2 separate regions of the Triticum aestivum genome follow, and region 2 is linked to region 1. The links are chromatin contacts, called in public Hi-C maps. All regions are on one chromosome and are shown on one strand. The core of a region is the stretch at or near the end of the contact, and the rest is flanking DNA. Distances in the headings are between cores, read along the strand shown.

Region 1 (6,353 bases), core at 125-2,624:
ACTTGCTTGGAGGGAAGCTCGCCCGAAACACGGCTTCATGTTACAGCCGGCCGGCCTTGATTGCCGGCTAAGCAAAGATACTACCCGGAGTATACTATTACCACTAATGGTAGCAGTGGCAAGCTGGCAGCAACAAGAAGGTGGCGGAGGGCATCGAAAATCAGATCCTCCTCGGTGCAATGTGAATATCTGACCGTGGTCTGCCCCGATCTCTCTTGTCGGCCTGCATGCGCGCACATGCATCCACATGTCCCTGGTCGCCTTTGCCGGCTATACGTTCGTATTGTTATTTTCACTCACACGTACTACGTCTCCATGTGCACACCTCCCAAACGAAGCAGTCAGACAGAACCAAGACCAACTTACGTACGTGCAGCTACAGTACGTGCTGAAGAAAGAAACCTTGAACACCGTCAACGATTGAATTTACCTCGATCTCGAAGTTGAGGGCGGAGAGGGAGGTGACGCTGGCGATGCGGAAGCGGTACGTCCTGCCGGGCACCACGGCGAACACCTGCGGGGCGCACTCCGGGTGCGTCGCGTTGCAGGCGGCGGCGGCGTCGGACGCCATGGCCGAGCAGTTGTACCTGCCGCGGCCGTTGATGAGCAGCGACTGGGGCTCGCCGACCCACACGATGGGGACGGCGGCGAGCCCCGCGGCCTGCTCGTAGGTGCTCTTGTGCCACCAGTCGTTGAGGAGGACCTCGTGCTCGCCGCCGTCGTACGCGAACGGCTCGGCGTCGGCGCTGCCGGGCGCGGCCGCGACGACGATCATGCCGTTGAGCCCGGCCGAGCGCTGCATGCCGTAGTGCGCGTGGTACATGTAGGTGCCGGGGCGGTCCACCACGAACCTGTACTCGAAGGTGTCCCCCGGGAGGATCGGGCACTGCGTGACGCCCTCCGTGCCGTCCGCCCACGGCGTGCCCAGCTGCCGGATGCCGTGCCAGTGGATCGCCACGTTTTCCGTCATCAGCAGGTTCTTGACGGTGACCACCACGGTGTCGCCCTGCACGGCGCGGATGGTGGGGCCCGGGGTGCCGCCGTTGATGGTGACGGCCAGCTTGCGCACGCAGTCCGAGTGCGTGAACTGGTAGCTGATGTCCCATTGCTCGTGCACCGTCTTGGCCTCGGCGACGGCGGCGAGCGCCCACAGGAAGAGGAAGAGGCAGCAGAGGAGAAGCTGTTTCGCGCATAGCAACGACGACTCCATTGCTGCGCCACCACCGCTCATGGCCTACGGCTAGCAAGCTGAGGAGAGGATGGTGTGGCCTTGGCTAGGGAATGTCCGTTGCTATGTGCCGGAATGGGCAAGGGCACGCGCTCGCTATGGTTTGCTCTGTTGTCCGGTGTATTTATAGGGACCGGGCATTGAAACCATCCATGCCATTGGCATTGCCATGCCGGTCTCTCTGATCCAACGGGCGACTGGCAGTACGTTTGGTGCTACTAATCCATCATCGGTAGCAAGTTGGCACTAACTCATTCCTGTCTTCTTCAAAACTAAAACGAGGTGGAATTAAATAGCTCTCAAATAAAATAGAAGAGGTAGGTGAAAAGTACATACCGCGCCACTGTAAATGAGGGAGCGTCGCAGCGTCGGTCAGCCCGTATATACTGCCCATATTAGCCCCGTGCTGTATACATTCTTCGAGATGATGTAGACCAATAATGCTAAACATACAAAGAGTTACACGCAATTACACGCAGCCTAGAATTTTTTTATTTACTAACCAATCATAAACCTGCCCTCCCTGATTTTCAGGGGGTGGGCCGCCTTACCACCTATTGACCAATCAAATTAACCTTTTTTTATAAAAGCTTGTACTTCCCCCGTCACAGTTTAGAAGGCACAGTTAAATTTGCGTGCGTTTCCACAATAGACAAGGTTTAAGGCGCATTGCATTTATTTTTAGTAGCTAATTAGTACTCCGATATACTATTTCTATATGCATACGTAGTGTGAATGTTATTTTTTAGTCCATCCCACAACCAATAGATAACCACCTAGATCCCAAAGAATTTCCAAGCGCGCCTTCTAAACCGTGACGGAGGGAGTAACTCGTTTGTACGTGTAGCATTACTCTGCTGTAGACTGCATGCATGCAAATGGTTTTTCTCTAAAAAAAGATGCATGCAAATGGTCACCTGAATCTGATATGATCAGATCAGATCGGTGTCCAGTACGAACATAAGCCGCGAAATGTCCAGTACGAAATTTCGTCCGGTGTCCCCCGCTAAAAGATACGTTTGGTCCACGCGAACGAACAGTATCAATTTTTTATATTTTTTTTGCGAAGCGAACAGTATCATTTTTAACAGGGAGCGCACCAACTAGGAAGTTGCGAGCATGACAAGCATGCATGCATGGCTACACTTAATTAATTGCGAGCTGGTGGTCTTATAGCTTGATTTTTTCGGACGCGCTTGCTGATTCTCTGCTGATTTTGCTCCGTAGCTTTGACTGTTGACTGGTATTTGTTTTCGCGAGCAACTCACGGATGCTTCGCGCCTTCATCCTCAAATATGACAAATATGACCCTTCAAACGTTGAGTGACCGATCACTTCTCAAATTTACAAAACTACATCTGAACACTTCATACTAAATTTTTTAAATCCATACAAAAGCATGCAAAGAAAAAACCTACATACTATGTAGATTACCTAAAATTACTCCTCGTCGGAGATGTCGACTATCTCCGTGCCAGCTCCGGGTACATGGGCGGCAGCTGCAGCTCCGCCGGCACCTTCGACACATTGGTTCGGGTTGCAGCGCAGAGAGGAAGGAGGCGGATGGGCTAGGGTTGGGAGACGGCGGACGGCTTAAATAGCCGGATTTTTACCTCGGGCAGCGAGCCGGAGCGTGCCACACGACCTTCACATCGCGGCGACGGAGAAGACGTCCGTTGGACTGCCGGGTTTCTGGGCGATTCCGCGTGGGACCCCATCCTCAGCCCTACGTGGGGACGCGTCCGGGCGTCCCCATATCCGCCTCATATTTGAGTTAGATATGAGGGTTGCGGTCAGCCCTGACGTTTGAGTCCCGTTTTAGGCTTTTCTTTTCACATACCGAAATGCTTGGGCTTTACACAAGAACATTTGGAGTTTTGGACATAAAAATATGCATGTTTAATTTTTTTTCCATACTTTTTTCACATTTGCAAAAATGGCTTTTTGGCGCGCATGGGCATATGCTCCCTAGAGCCGAATTTGGTTTCCGCGCCAAATTTTGCTACTAATTTTGTTATTACCTGTCGCACTGTAATCGTGTTTTGCAACAACCGTGAGTAGTTGAGAACTGAGATTGGCGGTGAGCAAAATCAAGGGCACGTTCAAGAATCAACTACTTTTATGCGATGATATGCTCATAATTTCATCACTAAGAAAACTATTATTCATGAAAGCTGGTGTTATTTGACAGTATCCCCTTACCTGGTTTCCCAGAAATCGATCATTCCCATTCTCACGTGTACTACTAATTACAACTAGAAAAGATCTTTAGAAAAGCAAAGCTGTTAGCCAGCTTTATCTTCGACCTTCCAGCCTTCGCTTCCTTGACATTTTCTGTTCACCGACTGTTTGGATGCGGCTTGGTTAGAAAATAATGATGTCTTCTTTCTCTTTCTCCTTTTTGCAAAGAAATTATTGTCGCTCTTTTGAACTGGAATGTTCTGATTTATCAAAGCGATTCTCTTTCCAGAACAGAATGTAAAAGATTTCACTCGCTTTGAGTTAGCTGTCTAGCTAATTAATTATATCACCAATGCAGAATTATTTCACGTGTGGTGCACACTGTGTAGCTCATCCACAGATGATATAATTTCTTTCTCTACGGAGTAAAAAAGCTTGAATGAGGCAAAAGACTCGTTATTTTCATTAATTAACAAAAGTTGTGAGAATTGTCCGTCTTTTTTTCTTTTCTAACAGAAATTGTTGCCTTTTTTTAAATTTAGCTTACATTTCCTTTTTCTGATTTTACTGTTTACGGAGAGCATTTGAGCTCGATCCGGATTAACCATTCTTCTGTTTTTAGTGGATTTTTTTATAGATGATTCCAATCTATTTATCAAACATCAAGATATTACAAAGAATACTAGAATCAATAGAAATTATATCCAGGTCTGTAGACCATCTACCGACGACTGCAAACACTCAAGCGAGCTAAAAGCATGCCACCGTCATCGTCCTCCCTCACCGGAGCTGGATAAACCTTGTTACTCTTCTTCCGATGTCAATCGATAAACTATTCAGTTGAACATTGTGTAGCTCATCCACAAGGGATGTTATACCGTGTTCTCTACGGTTTTTCCTTTTCCTTTTTGACACAATCCTCCATACGTACCAGACTGATTAAGCACGGGTATAATTAATTAAGGCAGTTTGCGTACGTTTAACACAGAGGCGGCTCTAATTCGTAGCTCTGCACTCAAGCTCATGTCATGAAACAGTAGCGTGTACGTATATGTCATGCATATGCAGACATGCCCTTATCTGCATCAAACCATTGCTCCTTTTATTTTTGTTGCAATGAAAATCATGACGTTGCTGTACTTAAAACAAGGCACTGAGAATCTGGAACGATTTTTCATTTTATTTTTTTATTTTTAAATTTTGAAACGAGGCAAATTGCCATTTTCATTGATTAAGAAGAAGGAGAATTGCCCAGTTAATTGACGAAAAACCAGGCTAAAACCGATACAATCCAGCCCACAAAATGGGCACCACCGGCCAACCTGGCCACCAACATGAAACACAGAGCTGCAGGACAGCTGCACAAGCCACGGCGGCACATGCCAACAGATGGCCACACACACAAACAACCGACAGCTCCGACTTTGACGACGAGCATCAGGAGGGAAATATGCAGGACTTGCGCCGACCGTGCTCACCGCAAACGACCACTGAGTGCCTGTCATCGTCGCCGCCTGGACTTGCTCCACCGCAGCTCCGACTTCAAAACAACCAGGCAACCCACGGAAGAGCACCTCGGACACGCCGGGAAAATCCGACTACCAAAGCCCGAGCCGCGACCGAAGCTCCTCTCGACGCCGTCGTCGTTGCCATACAGAAATCAATGCCCCCGAAACAGCCTCCTCAGCAAACCACGCGGCGAAGATGCCGCCAACCACCGGTCTCCAGTTGTAGCCGGCTCCAAGACGATGCCCCCAAGGAGGAAGAAGACGTGAAGGCGCCTTCATCGCCTGATCCCGCGGATCAGAGGTTTCCCTCCAGAGCCAAGGCCGCGGGAAGAGGGGAGAGATAGCACACTGTAGCAACGCTTCCAAGAAAGAGAGCGAGTGAACAACGTTTTTAAAAGACGAACTATCCTTTACGCCATTAAATTGCTATTTTCTGCGCAGGCAAGAAATATGTTATTATTCGCATGTCATGACCGTAACACGGTTTTGCACGCGAGGTCATATTTTGCCTAGTAGGGATTTGACTTTTCCCTGGGCTTGTTTTTTAACACAGTACGTGCCCTGTTGATCAACGCAAGCAATGTTGTATCCAAGCACAAGCTACCTTATTCGATAGGTAGTTATGGATGAATTTCTGGAGCATTTACCTGTATAGACGAGTGAAGGGACACGGTCAAAAATCAAAACGCACGCTCTTGCCTCTTCGTTCATGGTAAGTCAAAAATCAAAACACATGCTCTTGCCTCTTCATCCATGGTAAGTCAAAAATCAAAACGCACACTCTTGCCTCTTCGTCCATGTTAACTCATACATACCACTCCCTCCATCCCATAATATAAAAGTGTTGTGTTAAAAACACTTTTATATTATGAGACGGAGGGAGTAGCTCGGAAAGTGAGAGGAAATTATGCTCAGCGCTGGAAGCGGAACGTCGACAGAGACACCTGACAGACCAGCGCCCGTGCTAATCGTAAACTGGAGACAGACATTCACTCACTAGATTGCCATCACTAAACACGTTCAGGTTCAGGTAACATCCGCCAAAGGGACAGGTTAGAGAGCTACACCTACACTAGTAGTACTTCTCTACACATGAGCTACACTGCTACACTAGTTATACACAAAATCTAAGAGTTACACAAATCACGGAGGCATCAGTGCGTGAGGCTTGATCAAGATGCAGATTCATCGGGGGTCGGCGATTTCGAGTCGGACTTCAGCGAAACTGAGATTTGGTTGAGTTTTCTATATTTTTTCGACATAACAAGAGCAAAATTCAAATCGTCGACCTTCTGGTGGCAGAGCTTCTGTGGATTCTTCATCATCATTATATTCGCTTTGTCTGAGCCTTTCAGCACGACATGGGCGATGCTGAACGAATCCCCTTTCTCCAGCGCGAATTGCCATTCATTGGGTGTGATGTGGAACCAGTCCTT
Region 2 (6,644 bases), core at 94-2,593, 390 kb after region 1:
ATTAATGGAGAGAAACAGGGAAGGAGGCAAAGGACAGAGGGGAGATCATTCTTACAGGTTGGCCTTTGCTGGTGTTGACGGTGAGAGCGAGATCTCGCTAGCTGCGGCAGAGCTGGTTGGGGTCGGAGAAGGTGGAACCCTAGGCATCTGTTGCGGCAGCAGACCTTGCGCCCCTCTGCTACCGAAGCTGCTTCTCTTTGCCCACGCGACCGTTGCTGCAGCTGCTTCCCTTCCCTCACGCAGGTGCCCCGCCACCACCGCCGCAAGGGACAAGCCCGCTGCTGCCGCCGAGAGGAACAAGCCTGTCGTTGCCGCCGCGAGGAACAAGCCCGCCATCGCCGCTGCCGGGAAGAGGCTGCTCTCCGACGCGCCCTCCGCCTTCCGTCGCCCGCTCCGACGGAAAAAAACGAATCAGGCCGCCGCCGCCACCACAAGGAATGCGTCGGCCGCCGCCAGGGGCGATTCGATTTGGGGGAGACGCTAGGAATCGTGTGGTGACTTGTCTTTTTGCATATTAGTCCTTGGTTGCTATTTCTGCCCTCGATACAAACCGGTAAGTGTACAGCACATAGGCCTATCGTGACCAAGGAACTAATTAAATGGTTGCAATTAGTACATCTACAGCCACCAAACTCCTCAGTGACAAAATACCTGGTGGCAAATGGTATATTTTCTTGTAGTGTTATTGCTAAGCATCCTTCATTTAGTGATTTAGCAACTAAAGTTGTCCATGCATTGGTGGGCTTCTTCCATTTAAGTGTTTTTCCTAGGTTCCCGCGCTTGACATTGTTTCTTCTTGGGGCTACCACACCCATCTCTTTCCTCTTAATTACCTTGCCACATCATCTTTTTTGCCTACATGGCAACATTAGCACATGTACAAGGTGGAGCATTGGGAGATGCCTTATAAACCAGAAAGGAGGGGGTATTACAAAGTAAATAAAAAATATATGGGGTCTACAGTTGCTACGTAACCCAACCACAAACTCAGCTTTCATCTCATGCATCGAGCTGCTGAATCACACGTCCTCCCTTTCTATCCTTCACAAAAACTTCACCGTCACAATAATGCTCCTCCTCCTGCTACTGGTAGCAAAAACCAGCCAATGAAAGTTGCCAAGAGGTGCCTGGAATCGTAATAAATTCGGCGAACGACGTTGCGACAGGCCCCCGACCGAGCGCCCGGAAGCGAACAAGCGCGCAGCAATCAGGCGCGAGCACGATGCGGCCCAGGGCCCAGGGCCCAGGGGAATAACAATCAGTGCGCTGACGTGGATCCGATCGGTCATGGGACCCCATCCGACGGCCCAGATCCTTTCCCCCCTCTTTATCTTCCCCCTCCTCCCTCCCACCCTCGCCGTCGCAGATCCCCACCCTCGTCTCTTCCTCTCCACAAGCACACTGACGCACTTCCATGGCCGCCGCCTCCTCCTCGTCCCCCCCTCCCAGCTCCGCTTCCTCGCACCATTTACGGACTTTGCGGGCGTGCGTCTGGTAGGGTGGATCGTGCGAGAGCAGAGGCGTACGTCTTGGTTTGTCGGTTAAGGGAGGAGCTAGGCTGTGGTGTGGGGTGGAGCTAGGTGGGGGAACGCGATGAGGCGAACGACGAGCTTGAGGGAGGTCGCGCCGCCGTCCGTGTTGGCGGTGGTGTTGGAGGACGAGGACGAGGACGAGCAGGCCAAGGCGGTGGTGCAGGCCGAAGAAGGTGGCGCCGGCGGGGGGCAGGACTGGCTGGCGGCCCTAGGCGGCGGCAGCGGGGCCCCCGGGACGGACTGGCTCGCGGCGTACCGCGCGCGCGCGGCGCCGGCGCGGGCGGGGCTCCGGCGCAACTCGGCCGACTACTCCAAGGTCGAGACGGCCGCGTTCCTCCGCCACTGCGGCCTCTGCCGCCGCCTCCTCGGCCCCGGCCGCGACACCTTCATGTACAAGTACGTGAGCTGTCCGCCCCTGCATGCACGTGCAACGTGCATCAATGGCCAAGTAGCACCACTAGCCAATATACTAATCTGTTGCTTTGCTTCTGCTTCCGTTGCACGATTTTTCAGGGGCGAGGCGGCCTTCTGCAGCCTGGAGTGCCGGCAGCAGCACATAACGCACGAGGAGTGGAAGGACAAGTGCACGCCAAGGTCCATGAGCGAGGCGGCGGCGCCGGCGACCAGCCGCGGCCGCTCCGGCAAGACCGACACCGGCGGCACGGTGGCGGCGGCCTAACCTGACGGCGCACGAGAGGCAGGCACGCTATCATCTTCCGAAGCTACCTGCCGGCCAGTAGCTCTGGAAGCTCTCGCTTCTCACCGCCCGCTACGCATGTATTACTCTCGTACGTAGTACGTACGAACGCCTCCAATATGAATCGCTGGTAATCTGTGCAGGCCGTCAGCCACCGCTGGTCGATCGATCGACCATCGCCTCAGTACAACTGCATAGCTTTTTATCAATTGTATGTACACTTGGAGCTCGAATCCGTTTATGAGATCGTTCCTTCCTACGGTCCTCCACTACTGATCGATTAGTTAATTGCATCACCTCACGGATCTTATCTTGTTTGGCTTTGTGCATCCTCGACGGTTCATATTGCAGCACTGCGTAGACCGAATCCGTTAACGAAATTGCACTTTAATGAAGAGAGAAAAACAACCTTATCTTGCCTAGTGTAATCAAGTCTTGGTGATGTGTGCAGTCAAAAGGGATGTGATCACTGTTGTTACGTGCTCGTGAGGCCGCCGCCAGGCTGAAAGTTAAGAGTCATTGAACCAGTCGCGTGGTTACTAATCAATCCCGTGAGCAGCGCTGCGGCAGCGTATTAAAGCTTGTTGGCTCTCATGATACGGATATGGCTGTGGGCTTTACTACTTGAGCACTTGCTCACTAATTGCAACAATAAGACAAAATTCAGACGACTCTAGTACGCAACTATTCCAATGTGCAAGTGCAAGTATATAATACTCTCTCCTCCAAGTTCACAGTTAAACCCTTTAATTTGATCAAGTGTATATTATTAAAGAGTAAGATTACAACACCAAATCGATGCCACTACATACTACTCTCTCCGTCCCATAATATAAAGTGTTATTACGGGAAGTATTTTGTAATATATTAAATATATAATAGATGTTTGACCTTTTTTCTATGAACTTTTTTTTCAGAAACTTTCAATCTATTCATTTTCAATCATAGCAGTGCAAAGAACAAAATAGGTAATAAAATTACAACCATGTCCGTGGACCACCTAGCGACGACTACAAGTATTGGAGTGAGCCGAAGGCGCGCCGCTGTCATTGCCCCTCTTTCACCAGAGCCGGGCAACCTTGTTGTAGTAGGCAGTCATGACCTTTTTTTCTACAAACTGAAACAAATACAGCTTAGGATTAAATTAATAAACCTTGTAAATCCGGGCGGAGGAGTATATTGGTGTTTTTTTAACAGGATATCAGTGTATTTCCCGGCAGAAAACCCCTTTTGACTCTCAGGATCACATGATCCATTTTCAATTAAGTTCCTGGCACTTATCAAAAATTTTTATAGAAAATCTCACGTGCATATTACTCAACATGGTCTCCAGATTTAAAGTTTTGTGAAAACACAACTCATTTGTGGGGAAAAAGAATAACAAATTGGGGGCCTTTTTCAAAATCTCAAGATGCTATTGTACCTTCCCAGTTTCGTCTTTTCTTTTCACACAGGCTGCAAACCAACGATTTTTTTCCTTCTATAAAGACTGTTGGTACATGTTCACAAAATTGTTTTGGGGAATTTTTATACTTTTTTAACTCATTTTAAAAAACATCTGGAATCATGTGACTCAGAAATCCACAGAATCAGCTCTATTTGCTCGTGTGCGTCCTGGAAGCATCGATTCTCATTCCACAGATCCTTAAATAATTAGGGTTCCCTGATTCTCAATGACTAGATCGAGGAAGCATCCAGGAACAGAGCTGCTGCCGCTGCTGCTGCTGGGCTCTCATTGACATGTTAGCCTCGTCAGCAACGCATGCATGCCTGATAAGCGCATCACAGTTTTTGGAGACTGATAGGTGGTGGATCGTCCCTCCCATGTCAGTCAGTCAGTCCACTCCAGGCACCACCACCACCCCGATAGGTCACGAGTGGTCCGTTGCGTTGGCCGCACTGGCACCCAACCGCAGGCTCCAGGCCCCAAGCATCGTCCAGTTGTCCACGCACGCGACAGGGGACACCTCCTGTCGCCCACTCGATCAGCTCACTCACTCGCACCCCCCAATTGCCCCACTTTTCTTGTCTCCATCTCCCTTTATTTTTCATCATCTTTCGATCACGAGAGAGATGTATTTGTCACCGCACTCAACAATACTGCTAGCTACACGAATCCACCAGAGCGTGCACACACTAGAATTAGTCTAGCCTATCATATCAGGCCCGCCGTGTTCAGCCATCTCAAGTCGATGAGTATTTGAATGATGTGGATCGTCCCGCCAAAGAGTCGGCATAGACTATATCTTATGATTAGTCGGCAAAATTCTCTGAATTCGTATGAAATGCACATCCATGCTTATGCAAATACGAGCGCGTAATTTGGAAACTACTGGATGCGTAACCTCACCGTCTCACCAAGTGGGTTCTCCAGCTATCATTTTCCTTGGCCTTTACCGAAAAGCAGAAAAAAAGGGGAAAAAAGGCCCCCTCTTGCAAATTGTGTGGCGACCATAGGCCAAACTCGTGGTAACGACAATTGGGACAAAAGACATGGCTATCGGAAGGCGCTTTATTTTCGCTTGATCTTTCCGTCTCCAACTGGTGATATGTTTGTTCCTATTCCGTGGCTAGAAACAGTGCATTTTATGCATGTTGGGTGACCTGTAATACGTAGCGACTGCTAGAATCCGTGCTAGTTTCCTGGAAAAAGAAAGGGGTCCATACGGATTGTTTGTTGGCAAGGTTTTTGTAGTCATTGGAGACTGCCACTTAATTTTTTTAAAGCAAATAGTTAGGGAACCCCTGATGTATAAAAAGATTTCTAAGTTCATGTTTGTTACGATCTGAACCTAGATGAGCAAGTTTTTTTATTTAATCAGCTAGAGCCACTTCCTAAGACCACCCTTCCCAAATACTCCCTCCGTTCCATATTAGTTGTCGCTCAAACGGATGTATCTAGCACTAAAATACATCTAGATACATCCATTTCAGAGACAACTAATATGGAACGGAGGGAGTAATAATCACAGTTTCAACTTTAAAACCAAAAGTGTGCTTCACTTTCAACATTCACCCTTGCAAGTTGCAACGCCGGTCCTTCTTTTTTTACCCATACCACCCTCCGTTGATCTTTCTACACATATCTTCTTCCCTTTGTGATATCAATCCAACCTCATCTCTCTCATCCACTATCTTTTATCAATTTATGTCTACACTACCTTATCTACTATATTTTTCAGGGCATGTAGGCTCGTCTCAGTTGGTTTGACAAGATCGAGCTCATGTTGAATTTTGAAACTGAAACCCCCAACACCTAGACCAAACTTCAAAATATAGTAAGCCACTTGCCATGAATTCCGTGGTCTCGTCGCTTGTATTTCCAAGGTGTCAATCATCAAGGCTGGAAGTTATGATAATGAAATTGCTTTGGTAGGAAAGTTTAGTGATGGGTTGAATGGATCTTGTTTGAAGGTTAGAACCGTACAACAATAGTTCTATGATATTTTTCCCATTAATTTAAAAGGCAGAACGGAGGGAGCAATGGGTTGAGTGTAGATTCATTTATTTTAATCCGTATGTGGTCCATATTGGAATCTCTTAAATGACTTATATTTAGGAATGGAAGGAGTAATTCTTTTGCGGTGCGTTTGTTGGGATCCCATGAATTATGGGTTTATGATCAGATTGTTCATTGAAAATAATTGAGTTATTTCTAAACTATATCATGTGTGATTGTTATAGCTTTGTATTTCTCTCTGATCTATCCGTTTAGTTTGAGCGACTAGATTGATTTATCTTCAGTGGGAGAGGTGCTTTGATGTAGGTTCAATCTTGCGGTGTCCTCACCTCGTGACTGAACAGGTAGCGATGCACGTATTTGTATTGTTGTTACTAAGGGTAAAACGATGGTTTCGATCATATTGCTTGGTCTTATTTTGTCTACATTATGTCATCATGCTTAAACCATTACTCTATTTGTCATGAATTTAATACCTAGAAAGGAAAGCATAGAAGCGTTCTCGAAGTGGAGTAATAGTAGTAGGCTTCAGTAAGTTTAACGGTCTACTTGTCACGAGCGTAATGCCTATGTACCGGTCATGCCATGAATAACATCATAACTATGTCTTTTTCTATCAACCGCCCAACAGTGATTTGTGTACCTACAGTTGCTATGTTCTTGAGAGAGATGCCTCTAGTGAAAGCTATGGTCCCCGGGCCCATTCACCTCATATTGTTAAAACCCTAAAAACTTTGCTGCAATTCATTTACTATTTATTTAGTTTTATAATTTATCTATCTACCACTATCAGAATTAATCCTTACAATTAACGAGTACAAGGGGATTGACAACCCTCTTACCCGTGTTGGGTGCAAGTATTTGCTTCTGTGCGTGTGCAGGTACTATTGACAGTTGTTTGTGTGAATCTCCTATTGGTTCGATAAACTTTGGTTCTTAACTGAGGGAAATACTT

What was found. Hi-C and Micro-C count contacts between places; a contact is called where the count stands out from the background.
Region 2: a contact with region 1 is called in a Hi-C map of leaf, with 10 times the contacts expected there. The contact joins the promoter of LOC123103599 here to the promoter of LOC123103597 in region 1. A contact is called at or near these places in 2 of 5 Hi-C or Micro-C datasets (both in leaf).

The regions. Positions count from the first base shown.
Region 1 is chr5A:395,793,272-395,799,624 of IWGSC CS RefSeq v2.1, forward strand. It overlaps LOC123103597 (L-ascorbate oxidase), which reads right to left and starts at 1,375. Exons shown (of 2, transcript XM_044525238.1): 1 at 431-1,375. The coding sequence starts at 1,231. It overlaps LOC123103598 (protein NO VEIN), which reads right to left. Exons shown (of 12, transcript XM_044525240.1): 12 at 5,889-6,353. The coding sequence ends at 6,090.
Region 2 is chr5A:396,185,354-396,191,997 of IWGSC CS RefSeq v2.1, forward strand. It overlaps LOC123103599 (FCS-Like Zinc finger 5), which reads left to right and starts at 1,344. Exons shown (of 2, transcript XM_044525241.1): 1 at 1,344-1,928; 2 at 2,046-2,488. The coding sequence starts at 1,594. The coding sequence ends at 2,211. It overlaps LOC123106988 (a long non-coding RNA gene), which reads right to left and starts at 109. Exons shown (of 3, transcript XR_006451563.1): 1 at 56-109.